2 separate regions of the Oryctolagus cuniculus genome follow, and region 1 is linked to region 2. The links are chromatin contacts, called in public Hi-C maps. All regions are on one chromosome and are shown on one strand. The core of a region is the stretch at or near the end of the contact, and the rest is flanking DNA. Distances in the headings are between cores, read along the strand shown.

Evidence for each region. Hi-C and Micro-C count contacts between places; a contact is called where the count stands out from the background.
Region 1: a Hi-C map of liver shows a contact between it and region 2, with 7 times the contacts expected there. The contact joins the enhancer-like site here to the promoter of SGMS1 in region 2. A contact is called at or near these places in 4 of 6 Hi-C or Micro-C datasets (ear pinna, liver, psoas muscle and 1 more).

What each region holds. Positions count from the first base shown.
Region 1 is chr15:43,341,635-43,348,421 of mOryCun1.1, reverse strand. The region is part of intron 2 of SGMS1 (sphingomyelin synthase 1); the gene reads right to left. Among named protein-coding and RNA genes, the nearest start is that of SGMS1, 71 kb to the right of the region's middle. Within about 2 kb of position 3,366, at least 2 of the 8 cell types and tissues checked have an H3K27ac peak or open chromatin away from gene starts, as enhancers often do.
Region 2 is chr15:43,271,386-43,277,378 of mOryCun1.1, reverse strand. It overlaps SGMS1 (sphingomyelin synthase 1), which reads right to left and starts at 3,352. Exons shown (of 11, transcript XM_051823915.2): 1 at 3,283-3,352.

The DNA.
Region 1 (6,787 bases), core at 2,117-4,616, 71 kb before region 2:
AAATATCAACACGCTGCAATCCCATAACAACCCTAGGAAGTATCTCCACTCTCATTTGACAACTGAGGAAACTGGGGCACAAAGTAATACACCAGCTAGTATCAACCAGCAGAGTGTGAATGGAACACAGACCATCTGGGTCCAGAGCCCAATCCCCTAACCACTGCCACTGCTAGATTAGAGGATTTCTGGGTTTTCTTCCAGCTGAGACCTTCTATGATTCTGAAATTCTAAGAATGTGCTGTGCTTACTCGATCACATTTATGCCAATTTCTTGAATTTGCTCAATGCCCTTCATGATACATTCTTGATCTTTAAACACTGACAGATTTAAAGCAGCTACCAAAGACACTGACTTCAGACACTTGCTTTAATGAAAGGTCAAGCAGAAACAAACTAGAAAGCCATGTGGTGCTTCAATTCTGGTTTATTCAGAATTAAACTAACTCAACTGAAAGGTGGAAGGATGCGAGACACAGAAGCATTTTGCTTTTACAATTACCAAGACTGCAAACACCAGTTTCAAGGCTCTCTAACATTTCAGGTGGGCCTCTCGCCCCCAAAAGGATGGAGGTTGCAATGACATCTCTAAGCCACCAGAGAGCGTATCTTCATACAGGTTCAGAACATTTACAAACAAGCCAAGTTAAAACTTTAGTTTTCCAAGATGGTGTTAAAAACCCACCCACCCTGGGTCTTTAACACCTGGCACTGTGGTATGGTGGGCTGGGTCTAGCCTTCATTCTGCGGTGCCAGCATCCCTTGTGAGTGGCTAGGTAGTGCTCCTCTTCCAATCCAGCTTTCTGCTTCTGGCCTGAGAAAGCAGTGGAGGATGGCCCCTGCACCCACATAGGGGACCTGGAGGAGTCTCCTGGCTTCCCGCTTTGATCAACTCAGCTCCAGCGTTGCAGTCACTTGGAGAGTGAACCAGTGGATAGAAGACCCCTCTCTGTCTATAACTCTCTTGAATAGATAAAATATTAAAAAAAAAAAAAAACTCACCCTGGTTTATGTACCTTTTTATTCAAATCAATTAAGGCTGAAGTGTACCCTTTCATGTCCTCTATGAAATTGCAGTCTCACCCCTTGCCCAAATGAGTGAATGAAATCACCACTTTCAAGATCAGATTCTAGGACTCCGCTATGGACAAAACCCGAGTTATCTCATTAAAATGCAGATTCCTGTCCTCTACACCTATATAGATCATGGTTTTGTGAGTGTGGTCTGGGGCTCAGGAATCTACATTTTTTTAGGATTTATTTTTATTTATTTGAAAGTCAAAGTTGGCGGTGGCAGGGGGTGAGGGTGTCTTCCATCCACTGGTTCACTCCCTAAATGACCACAATGGCTGGAGCTGGGATGATCAGAAGCCAGGAGCCAGGAAGCTTCTTCTGGGTCTCCTTCATGTATGCAAGGGCCCAAGGACTTGGGCCATCTTCTGCTGCTTTCCCAGGCTCATTAATAGGGAGCTGGATCAAAAGTGGAACAGCTGGGACTCGAATTGACACCCATATGGGATGCCAGTGCTGCAGGCAAAGGTTAACATGCCACACCATAGCGCCAGCCACCAGTAATCTACATTGGTAACAAACCTGTTGAGGATGTACATTTAAACACACACATACACACAAACACACATATACACATACATACACATACACCACCAAAATCTTTCCCAGTGCCTCCCTGACTGGCACAGATGTTTTGTGGACCACAATTTGCAACACTGTGATAGATACTACAAGAACTAAGTTATATTTCCCTTAAATCCCAGCCCAGGGACTGGCATTATGGCATAGCAGGTAAAGTTACTGCCTGTAATGTTGGCCTCCCATAAAGGCATCAGTTCCTGTCCCAGCTGGTCCACTTCTGATCTAGCTCCATGTTAATGGCCTGGGAAAAGCAGCGGAAGATGGCCCAAGTGTCTGGGCCCCTGCCAGCCACATGAGAGACCCAGATGAAGCTCCTAGCTTCAGCTTGGCCCAGCCAGTATGAAAGATCTCTATCTCTCCTTCACTCTCCATAACACTTTCAAAACAAAAAAAAAAAAATTTTTTTTAAAATCCCAGCCTAAGGGCCGGTGCTGTGGCGCAGCGGGTTAACACCCTGGCCTGAAGCACCAGCATCCCATATGGGTGCCAGTTCGAGTCCCGGCTGTTCCTCTTCCAATCCAACTCTCTGCTATGGCCTAGGATAGCAGAAGATGGCCCAAGTCCTTGGGCACTTGCACCCATGTGGGAGACCCGGAAGAAGCTCCTGGCTCCTGGCTTCAGATCGGCGCAGCTCAGACTGTTGCGGACATCTGGGGAGTGAACCAGTGGATGGAAGACCTCTCTCTCCCTCTCCCTCTCTCTTCTCTCTGTGTAACTCTGACTTGCGAATAAATAAATAAATCTTTAAAAAAATAAATAAAAATAAAAAAATAAAAATCCCAGCCTAAATACTGTCTCCACAACCTTTAGGAAAGGGAAGGTATTCTGTGTCCCTCTTTCCCTGTGCACCTGCTGGTGATTTCAAGAGACCTCCTTGTCCTCAACTGGCAACAGGATTAGCCCTTGCTAGTGAGCTCAAGCTCTTCTTCTAAAAAGGAAACCCTCAAAGCTCCTAGTAGCTTCAGCAACTCATTCTCAGCGTCAATTACCCACCCTGAAAGAATGAAAGCAGTGGTTTCACTCTTGAACTAGTAAGTAGCTCACCAAGTGCTGGCTTCCTGTTAAGCATTCCAGGCCTTCTCAAACACATGGCAGCACAAGGTGGGTCATCAGGGCTCATGGCAGTCCCTGATTATCACCACTTCAGAACCCATCATTCTCTAAGCAGATGGGAGGAGGACACAGCACACTCCCAGACCGTGCCTACAGGAAGCACTCTGCACACACAGGGCAAGCTGTCTTGTGGCTACTGACATAAAACAATGCTGACAGGTTGCTGCTTCTATTAAGGGAAGGTATTACACCACAGTTAAAACAAACTCCTCCAAACACTATGATACTGAAAGCCATGGTAAACCCTCTGACGTAAGAAACCCTTTTTATGGAATCCATTTCCTGTGCGATCAGTCCCATAGTGACAGGGGTTTCAGTTACAGGAATCCAGACCCAGGGTTTCTGATTACACTCATGCATGCTTCGGAATGAAAGTAACAGACAATCCATCTCCAAGTGCCAGAGGCAGCTTGGATGCCAGCTCTCAGGGCTCCCAGACCAGCCTTTACGTCAGATCCTGCTTGGTAAAGGACTCCAGGAGACCCAGTGGCTCACCCTGAAAGAAAAGCAGGCACCAACCAGGGCTAAAAGACATCAGACATAAGGCCAGACAAAATAATACATCGTCCAACCTGATGTTAAAGTGTTGAATGCAACACCCTTACTTCCCACACTCCTGGACCAGTCACATTAGCGTGAACTTTCACCACTACAACAACTTGGGAAACTACATGAGAGAGTCCACTGGCTTTCCTGAGGTCATGGATAGGATACTGTTAGACAGTCAGCCAGGGAGAAGGGATCTAGCACAGTGAGAGACAGAAAGCACATGCTGCAGGGAAGTGACTGGTCAGAGCAAGCAGTAGTTACTTTGGAGAGAAGGGAAAGGGTCATGATGTTGATGGGTGTGCTCCTAGACCTGCAAGTCCTTCTTGGGGCAAGCAGTGCAGTAGTCAAGATGTCACTTGCCATGCTTGCTTTCCATATTGGAGTACCTGGGTTCTAGGACTGGTTCCGCTTCTGACTCCAGTTTCCTGCTAACGTGCACCAGCAGCAGGAAATGGCTCAAGCACTTGGGTCCCTACCACCCATGTGGGAGACCTGGATTCAGTTCCAGGCTCCTGGCTTCAGCCTGGCCCAGTCCTGGCTACCACAGACATTTTGGAAGTGAACAAGCAAATGAAGACTGACCTCCCCATCTCTTTCAAAAAAAATATTTTTAATAAAGAAACAAACATTTGTTTCCTGTTCTCAGTGTGACTTGTGTTCCCTTTTGTGGTCATGAATTTTTGTTTTATGTACTTTTAATGAAAGTACACAACATTTTAAAAAAGCATCTGCAGGGGGCTGGCACTGTGGTGCAGCAGGGTAAAGCCCTGGCCTGAAGCGCCAGCATCCCTTATGGGCGCCAGTTCTAGTCCCAGCTGCTCCTCTTCTGATTCAGCTCTCTGCTGTGGCCTGGGAAAGCGGCAGAAGATGGCACAAGTCATTGGGCCCCTACACCCATGTGGGAGACCCAAAAGAAGCTCCTGGCTTCAGATCGGTGCAGCTCCAGCCGTTGTAGCCATCTGGGGAGTGAACCAGCAGATGGAAAGCCGGCCTCTTTCTGTCTGTCTCTCTCTCCATAACTCTGTCTTTCAAATAAATAAAATAAAATCTTAAAAAAAAAAAAAAAAGTATCTGCATTGTGACACTACTGCAAGCTCAGCAATCTTTCCTTTCCCCTGAAGACCACACATCCCTCATGGCCACGGGGCCAAGACCACAAGCACATGCCGCAATCAGAACTCAGCCATGTTCCCACTGGCAGGCACACACCAGTAGCAGAGTTGTTTGTTTAGAGGGTTCTCCCAATTCTACAACTCAAATGTGGTAGGGTAGCCAATGTGATACTCTATAAGCAATAGAGAACATATGAGAATCATCCAGTTAATGCAGGCCAATAAAACAGTGTTTTACCCAGTGCAAAAACTGGCAGGGAGAAAGCTTTGAAAGGTTAAACAACAAAAAAGTTGAAAGCTCAATGAGGAGGGACCAACATTGTGGCATAGCAGGTAAAGCCGACCCCTGTGGTACCAGCATACCATATGGGTGCCAGTTCATGCCCCGGCTGCTCTGCTTCTGATGGCCTGGGAAATACAGTAGAAGATGGCACAAGTGCTTTGGCCCCTGCTACCTATGTGGGAGATCCAGATGAAGTGAGGAGCCAGGAGCTTTGGCCTGCTCAGCCCTGGCCATTGCTGCCCTCTGGGGAGAGAACTAGCAGATGCAAGATCTTTCTCTCTCTCTCTCTCCCCCTCTCTCTTTCTCTCTGTAACTCTGTAATTGAAATAAATAAATGAATCTTTAAAAAAAAAAATGTTCATTGAGGAAAAGCAGGAAAGAGCATGTGCTAAGCCTTCCACAAATGGGCACATTACTCATAACACAGGATGGGGACAGTGGGTGTCAGGAAAGAGACAAACGCTATAGCCATCCAAGGAAGGGGGAGAGGCACAAAGATCACAAAGGGCAAGAGGGAAAAGCTCATTCTGCAGGCTTTTTAAAGTAATTCCACTGTCTGCCCTCTTCTTACCCTCTGCCATTCTATGACTTTAAACATCTATTTAACCTTCCAAAGCATTCCTTCTGTTTATTTTTTTAATCAATAAAACAAGACATGTATCCAATGTTGCTTACCCTTTTCTTCTCTCTACAGCAAGTAAGAAAGGGACTGCAATCATCTTCCTCAATTCAGCACCCAAGTTTTAGTACACAATGGCTGGCACCCAGCAGACACATGACCAAAACCACTTTGAAGAACTAAGCATAAGAAGATACTTATACAAACCCTCTGTGCCAAACCACTCACTGACATCGAGCAATTTCTCACTGCTGCAAAGCTGAAGACGACATCATCAGTGTGGCACTGACTACTACATCTGCTCAGAATGAAAACTAAGCAGCACCCCCAGGACTTGAAAATTGAAAATGCTGCCCTTCATGTCACATCAAACATGTTCATGTTACACCTGGGATATGAACTAGTTAAGACCACGGCCTTGAAAGTTGGGTATAGGGGTCGGCGCAGGGTTCACTTGGTTAATCCTCCACCTGCAGCGCCGGCATCCCATGTGGGCGCCGAGTTCTAGTCCCGGTTGCTCTTCTTCCAGTCCAGCTCTCTGCTGTGGCCCAGAAAGGCAGTGGAGGATGGTCGAAGCACTTGGGCCCTGCACCCGCATGGGAGACCAGAAGGAAGTGCCTGGCTCCTGGCTTCAGGTTGGTGTAGCTCCGGCCGTAGCAGCCATTTGGGGGGGGTGAACCAATGGAAGGAAGATCTTTCTATCTGTCTCTGTCTCTCACTGTCTAATTATGTCTGTCAAAAAAAAAAAAAAAAAAAAGTTGGGTATAAATGAGTTAAAACCCAAAATCTACCATCAAGGGTCCTGGGCAAGTAATGTAACCTGGGACCCTCTACCACAAGCCCTAGGAGTGACATGGCCTCCAACTTCTTCTGCCTCTAGTCGGCTTCAGAGCCCTCCATTCTTCTCCCCTGGGAGCAACTTGAATGTTAATACAATGGTGTCTCCCTGTTGGGGGTGAGTCTAAGAGACAGGGCCCCAGTCCATCAGAGATACCAAGCAAGCCATCGCTTTCTCCATGCCTGGCACCCAGCATTTCCCCATGATCATCAGATGCTCCTCCCAGGATTCTGGACTGGAGCAAGCAGCACAGCATGACAGAGGATGCCGCTGCTTAACGATGGGGAGGTGCCCACAGGGTCATCGTCCCCAGGGTGTCCATGCAGAGCAGGGGCTTGCTGTTCCAGTGGTTCATCTTAAGTCATGGTTCTGGCTACTTAATACTCCTTCAGTAAATGTGGAGTGTTCTTCCAACAAATGTTTTTTTCTGCTTCAAGTTGTTATGTGCACCCAAAAACATACAGACAAGGGTGTGAAAATTTTGACAACCTTTGGCTTCCCTAAGTACAAGAGGATGACAAAAATAAAACATCAAAAGAAGTCAAGCTGGAGAAGTGACAGTTTAGAAAACGAGACTGAGCAAAGATACATACTACAGAAGTGGCTTTCAATGAGTCTGC
Region 2 (5,993 bases), core at 2,103-4,602:
GCCTAAACTGCATAACTGCATGTTAGTAGCTGCCACCTCCAGCTACCCAGCAGGTTATAGAGATGCAGAGACTCACAAACATGTTTCACAGTGCAGGAGAAGCAGCGAGAGGAAGCTCAAAAGGAGCAGGGCCCCCACACCTGAGGAGGAAGTAAAATCGGAAAGTGAGCTGCTATAGGCAGAAGGCAGCTCTCAGAGGTTTCCCTGACGTTGGCACCTCTGACAGCAGGCACTGGCTGCTGCTGGCTTGCTTGCTCGCTCCGCCAAGGCACGGCTCCGGAGCTGGAAGGATGCCACCTGCTGAATCACCAAACATCCCTGGGCTTCCCTTGAAGCACTGACCAGACAAACTCCCATCCCCCAACAGGCTTCTCCCGTGGACATCTTACACCCTGACCTAGGAAACGCCCAGCCCTCCCCTCCCCTCCCGCCCAGGCCGAAACAGCAGCCAACCCCATTACGTCTGGATGGCCCTCGGCGACTCCCATCGTGTCGCGTGCCGACGTCACCAGCCCCACTCCTCTTTTTTGCCCAGTCCCCTCGGATCGCTCAACAGCCCGAGCCAGGAAGCGTGGGGCGTTCACAGCACACCACGACAGGCACTCACCACTTCCACATCCAGGCAGCCAACCAGAAACACCCCCAAATCTGAAAGCAAAATACCCTGTCCAAACAGCTTGAGAGGTCCAGGAAGGTAAATGTCAAGGGAGCTAAAATAGTAGGCAGGCCCCCAGAACACAGAAAAACAAACTTCTCTTGCAGAAGGCAGCCGGCACTCCTGCTTTCACAAGCGCGTGCCGCTGAAGTCTGTACGTTTTTGAAGGTGAAAAAGCAGCACCTGAGAAGCACCTGCCTGGCTTCTCTCCGCTCCCTCCAGCCACGGCAACTCTCATTCCGATTTTTACTCACAACACCCGAGAGGGAAACAAGCGTTAACCAGAACGCGCCAGCTGAATCCGTTACCGGGACCGGGGCACCCCACCCGACCACAAGAGGAAGCCGCATGCCCGGGCTTGGCTTCAGCGGTGGGAGAGGCTGCCGCTGCTGTCGCTGCTTTGCCCTTGACAAGACGCCTCGGGATCGCGCAGACCCCCTCAACTCGCGAGGCCAGCGGCGTGCGGGAGACGTTCGCCAGGTCCGAGCTGCGCCCTGGGCCCTCCAGGCCTTACCCAAACGCCGCCCCCCCCCCAGTCGGCGGGGGACACACCGCGGGGTCTCAGAGCCGCGCGCAAGGGCCGGGAAGCTGGTACGAGGCCTGGGGAGAAGCTCGCTCCTCCGAGAAGTGGGTCCCACCTGTCCTGTCGTCGCGGGGCACCGAGGGGCCGCGACAGGGGGAGCCGAGACCGTGCGCGCCTGGCCAGCCGCGATCTGCACCCCGCGGTACCAACTGTCAAGCTGCCGCCTGGGCCGTGGGGGTGGGGCCGCGATGTGGACTCAGCCCCTCCGGGTCTCCAGACCCTTGCGGCCCCCGGCCCGAAGCCGCCCCTCTGCTGGCTTCTCAGGCTGCCCCAGGGGTCCGCTCGCCCCAATCTGACTCCAGGCAGCCTTCCAGCCCGCACGCAGCACCTCTGAAAGGTGCCCACGGACGCCCCCGCCTTCCTCCCCGTCGCGACTCGGCCAGGGAGTCCCGCCGGCGGCCCGCCCCCTCACAGCCCCTGTCTCGGCCGCTGGCCCGCCCCCCGCGCCCACCCCCGCCAGCGGCAGAGCCGGGGGAGCGCCCGCCAGGTATGCGCGCGGCACGGCGCGAGCTGCGCTCACGCCCCCTCGCCCCCAGGGCTGCCCGCCAGCCCACAGCTCCCTCGCCACAGGCCAAGCCCGCTAGACCGATGTCCGATGGGCATCTTCCGCGACCCCGAGGCCAGCCTTCGCCCCCAGCCCCACGACTCACTTGCATGGGGAGTCGCGGCAGCCGCCGGAATTCCGCTCTCCGAGCCCCCAGCCGCGGAATGAAATCCGGGGCAGAGCAGCGTCGGGGCTTCGCACCCCAGTCGCGTTCTCTGGCCGGCTCGTGGGGCGCAGGGCGAGAGCCGTCTGCCAGGGCCGGCCCTTCCTGTTCGCCTCCTGCCTGCCGCCGCTGCCCGGCTCGCTGGTGCGAACGCTGCCGACTTGCCACCGCGAGCCTCCCGGGCTGCGGAGCATGCCCAGTCCGCGGCCGAGCCGGCCCGGCTTCCCGCGCGACGAGAGTCCGCTCCTCCGGGTGTTCGCGGCGGCCGGGGAGGGGGGCGGGCCGGGCTGGCCGGGCGGGGTCCGCGGGGGACCACTGGGGGCTCTTCCTGGGACCGAGCGGGACGCGGACGGGGCTACACGCCGTGGAGTGACCGGCCTTTGAACCCCTTTCACTGTACTTTTAAGGAGCGGAAAACTGGGGAGACTGACGCTTTCCTCAACAGTGAGCGAAGTGCACGTTCCTAGGGGGCCGCTCAGTGAGGCCCGACCGGAGCCGGGTTTTGCCGACAGCGGCAGCCGGCGAGCGCGGCAGCCGGGGCGGGCCACAGAGCAGGATTCGCAGACTCAACCCTCGGGGCATGACTTTGCCAAGTACTCCTGGATTCTAGAGCCCACCGTCCCGAGGGCTGTGCGGCCCGCGGTTAGGTCCCGATTGATCACTCATTAAGCAAGGGCGGACCTTAGTCAAGCCCTTCGGGCCGTCTTCAACCCTCCATAGACTCGCCTCTTCTCCCCGCCCCCAAAATAACAGCGCTTCAGCGCCTCAGGCCCAAGAAAATCCGACTCCAGCTGATGAGGCGTGGGGCGGGCCCGGGGCCTCCCAACCCGATCTGGGCTCCACCTCCTACCCCTTAGAGCTGCAGAGAAAACCCGGAGAGCGGCGACCCACGCGAGAGCAGTGCGCATGCCCAGTAGCCAGACCTGGTGCGGGGTCGCCCGAAGGAAGGTCTCCCTCGGTTCCTTGAGCGGAATCCCCGCACCCGGGGTGGGGGCCTGCGGCGGGCAGACTGGCCCTTGGCCGCGGCGCCCTCCCTGGCCGGCCCGCGCAACACTTCCGCTACCGAGAGGCCGCCGGAGGCTGAGCCTGACTCGGGGTCGGGCTCCGCTAGCGGGGGAGGGGGCGTGCGGCGGTGTCGCCGTGACACGTGACTGTCCGCCGCGCTCGGGGCAGCCATCTTCCGCGCGGCTGTGGTGCCGCGGGCGATCGGGACGGAGCCCGGAGCGGACCGAACGGGAACGCGGCGTACTTCACCCTGCCGCGCCATCCCCGCAGGCTCCTGCCCCCGCCTCGCCCTGAGGTGCCGGAATCGCCGCAGCGGACTGGGACAGACTCACCAGGGTTGGAAGCAGAACGTCCGCTAAAGAGAGCGAGCACAACTCCGGCGGCGGGCGGCTGGCCCTTGCTTGTCCCTAGGGTGCCCTTCCGTAAGACGGCAACCTACCGCTGCTCCGGCGGGTGTCCCCGGTCTAACCGAGTCCCCCCAGCGGAGGTGTGAAGTGTGGGCAGCGACGCCTGACCCGAGGCAGGCTCTGCCCTGTGACGCGGGACTGCACGGCCCTGGGGGCTGCTGGGCCGAGATGTTCACAGTGGACATGGATTGCGCTCCTGCCAGGAGTCACTCGGGTCCCCATTACCTCGGGACCGGCCGCCGCATCATCATCACGGATGGAATCAGAAACTACGGGTGGGGCCTGCCATCTGAGGAACAAACCTTCCAGGTGGTTCTGATGGACGCTTTACTTCTTTCAGCCTTACAGGGCCCGTTTTCTAAAGGACTGTATTGAAATTTTATGTAGTTTGCCCCCAAAGCACAGCGAAAAGGGAGGAACTCAAACTGTCCTGGTGCGGGTGTATTTTTGTTTTTTGTGGGTTTTTTTTTGGGGGGGTGTTTTTAATCGTACCCTCCACTCCAGCTTCCTCACCCCTACACTATGTAACTTTTCTCAGTGAGATTGCTATGGATTGCATTTGCCACACGCTAGGGCTTTAAAATAACAGCGGAAATTCAGTTCAGCCACATGTTGGGAGTGTCCGCTGAGGGCAAGGCTCTGAACTGCAGTAAACCTAGTGAGTCTACTGTGCCCCGCAGGGGTCAAAGGCAGGCTTGATTTCTTGAGAGGTAAAGTTCTCTAACTAGGGGAGTCCCAGAAAACTGCTGACTGGTTTCTCTCCAGTGTTACTTAGGCAGAATGTTCTGTAAGCCATGGACTTTCTGAAAAATCAGGCTTAAGTGGACATCTGGTGTAGATTTAAGGAAATTTTTTTTTTTTTAAGATTTATTTACTTGAAAGGCAGAGTTAGGCTGGCGCCGCGGCTCACTAGGCTAATCCTCCGCCTGCGGCGCCAGCACACCGGGTTCTTGTCCCGGTTGGGGCGCCAGATTCTGTCCTGGTTGCTCCTCTTCCAGTCCAGCTCTCTGCTGTGGCCCGGGAGGGCAGTGGAGGATGGCCCAAGTGCTTGGGCCCTGCACCCGCCTGGGAGACCAGGAGGAAGCACCTGACTCTGGGCTTCGGATCGGATCAGCGCAGGTGCCGCCGGTAGCGGCCATTAGGGGAGTGAACCAACGGAAGACCTTTCTCTCTGTGTCTCTCTCTCACTGTCTAACTCTGTCAAAAAAAAAAAAAAAAAAAAAAAAAAAAAAAAAAAAAAGAAGGAGAAGAAGAAGAAAGAAAGAAAGGCAGAGTTAGAGAGAAGAAGGAGAAACAGAGAGAGAGGTCTTCCATCTGGCTGGTTTACTTCCCAAATATCCACAACAAACTAGGCTGGGCCAGGGGGAAGCCAGGAACCAGGAGCTTACTCTGGGTCTCCCACTTGGGTGCAGGGGCCCAAGGAATTGGGCCATCCTCTGCTGCTTTCCCAGGCTTATTAACAGGGAGCTAGATCAGAAGTGAAGCAGCCAGGACCCAAATGGAATGCCAGCACTGTAGGCAGAGGCTTAACCCACTGCACCAGAGCACTGGCCCCTGGAATCTTAATTCCAATGTATCCATACCACCACCAAAATGTAAAGATGAAATCAGTTTTGCAAAATATCAAGAAGTTGGATATAAGTAGTGTGGCCAGGGTGCTCACTTTCTAGTCTTCTGTATGTCTGAAATGCTTGAAAAGTAAAAAGCTTTTCTATGAGTGATTTTAGAATGAATACATGGGAAAGAACAGAACATAGGAGTATTTCCATTAATGCCAATTTCATAAAATAATTCAGAAAAAAAAGCCATAAGTAAACAGTGGAATGGGAAGAATCCGAAGAGAAATCACAAAAGCAGTAAAAAGTAAATTCTGAGGAAGCTATTAAAGGAGACACTTCAGAGTTGGCTGTCCTTGAAATTAATTACTTAGGGTTCTTAATCACTATTATTGTAACCAACCAAACAATAAACTTTAACAAAGATAATTCTGCAGTTCACCAAACCCTAAAGAATTTTACCAGTGCATCTCTTACCAAAATTGTAATAACCATCATTTTTGTTTGATTATGAAATACTAGAATTCTCAGGTACATAATATGAACTGCTGTCAAGACAACGAAGAAGAAAAATAAAAATGAATCACCTCCAAGTTGCAATCTGTCATTAAAATATCATGTTAAAAATAATGCTAACAGCAAATACTGGGCTAAAATAGCTATACTGAGGTAGGTGGTCTGGTTACAAATGAATGACTCCTCTGCCTTTAGAAGGCAATCTACCTGGTTTTAAATGTAGCTGTTTCATCCAGTTGCTCTTTCAGCCGCAACCATCATTCACCAAACCGTAGTCCAAGTTCAAACAGTGCTCAGGGAGCCAGGAGGCTTCTCTGTATAATGTGTCTCAGAAGAATCCAGAGGCACATAGCCCGAGTAGCAGAAGCAAGACCTTATGAGATCTCACCTCCCCACCCCCTTACCCTTTAAACTCAGCTGGCCAACCCACAACCTGACTTCCAAACCAAGGCTGAACAGGAAAGCCAGCTGGACACGACTTGTTTCCAAGTATTTGCCCTGAGGCTTACATCTGATACTAGTCAGTTTTTCTGTGTTCATTCCTGTGTCCCTCACCAGGATTTC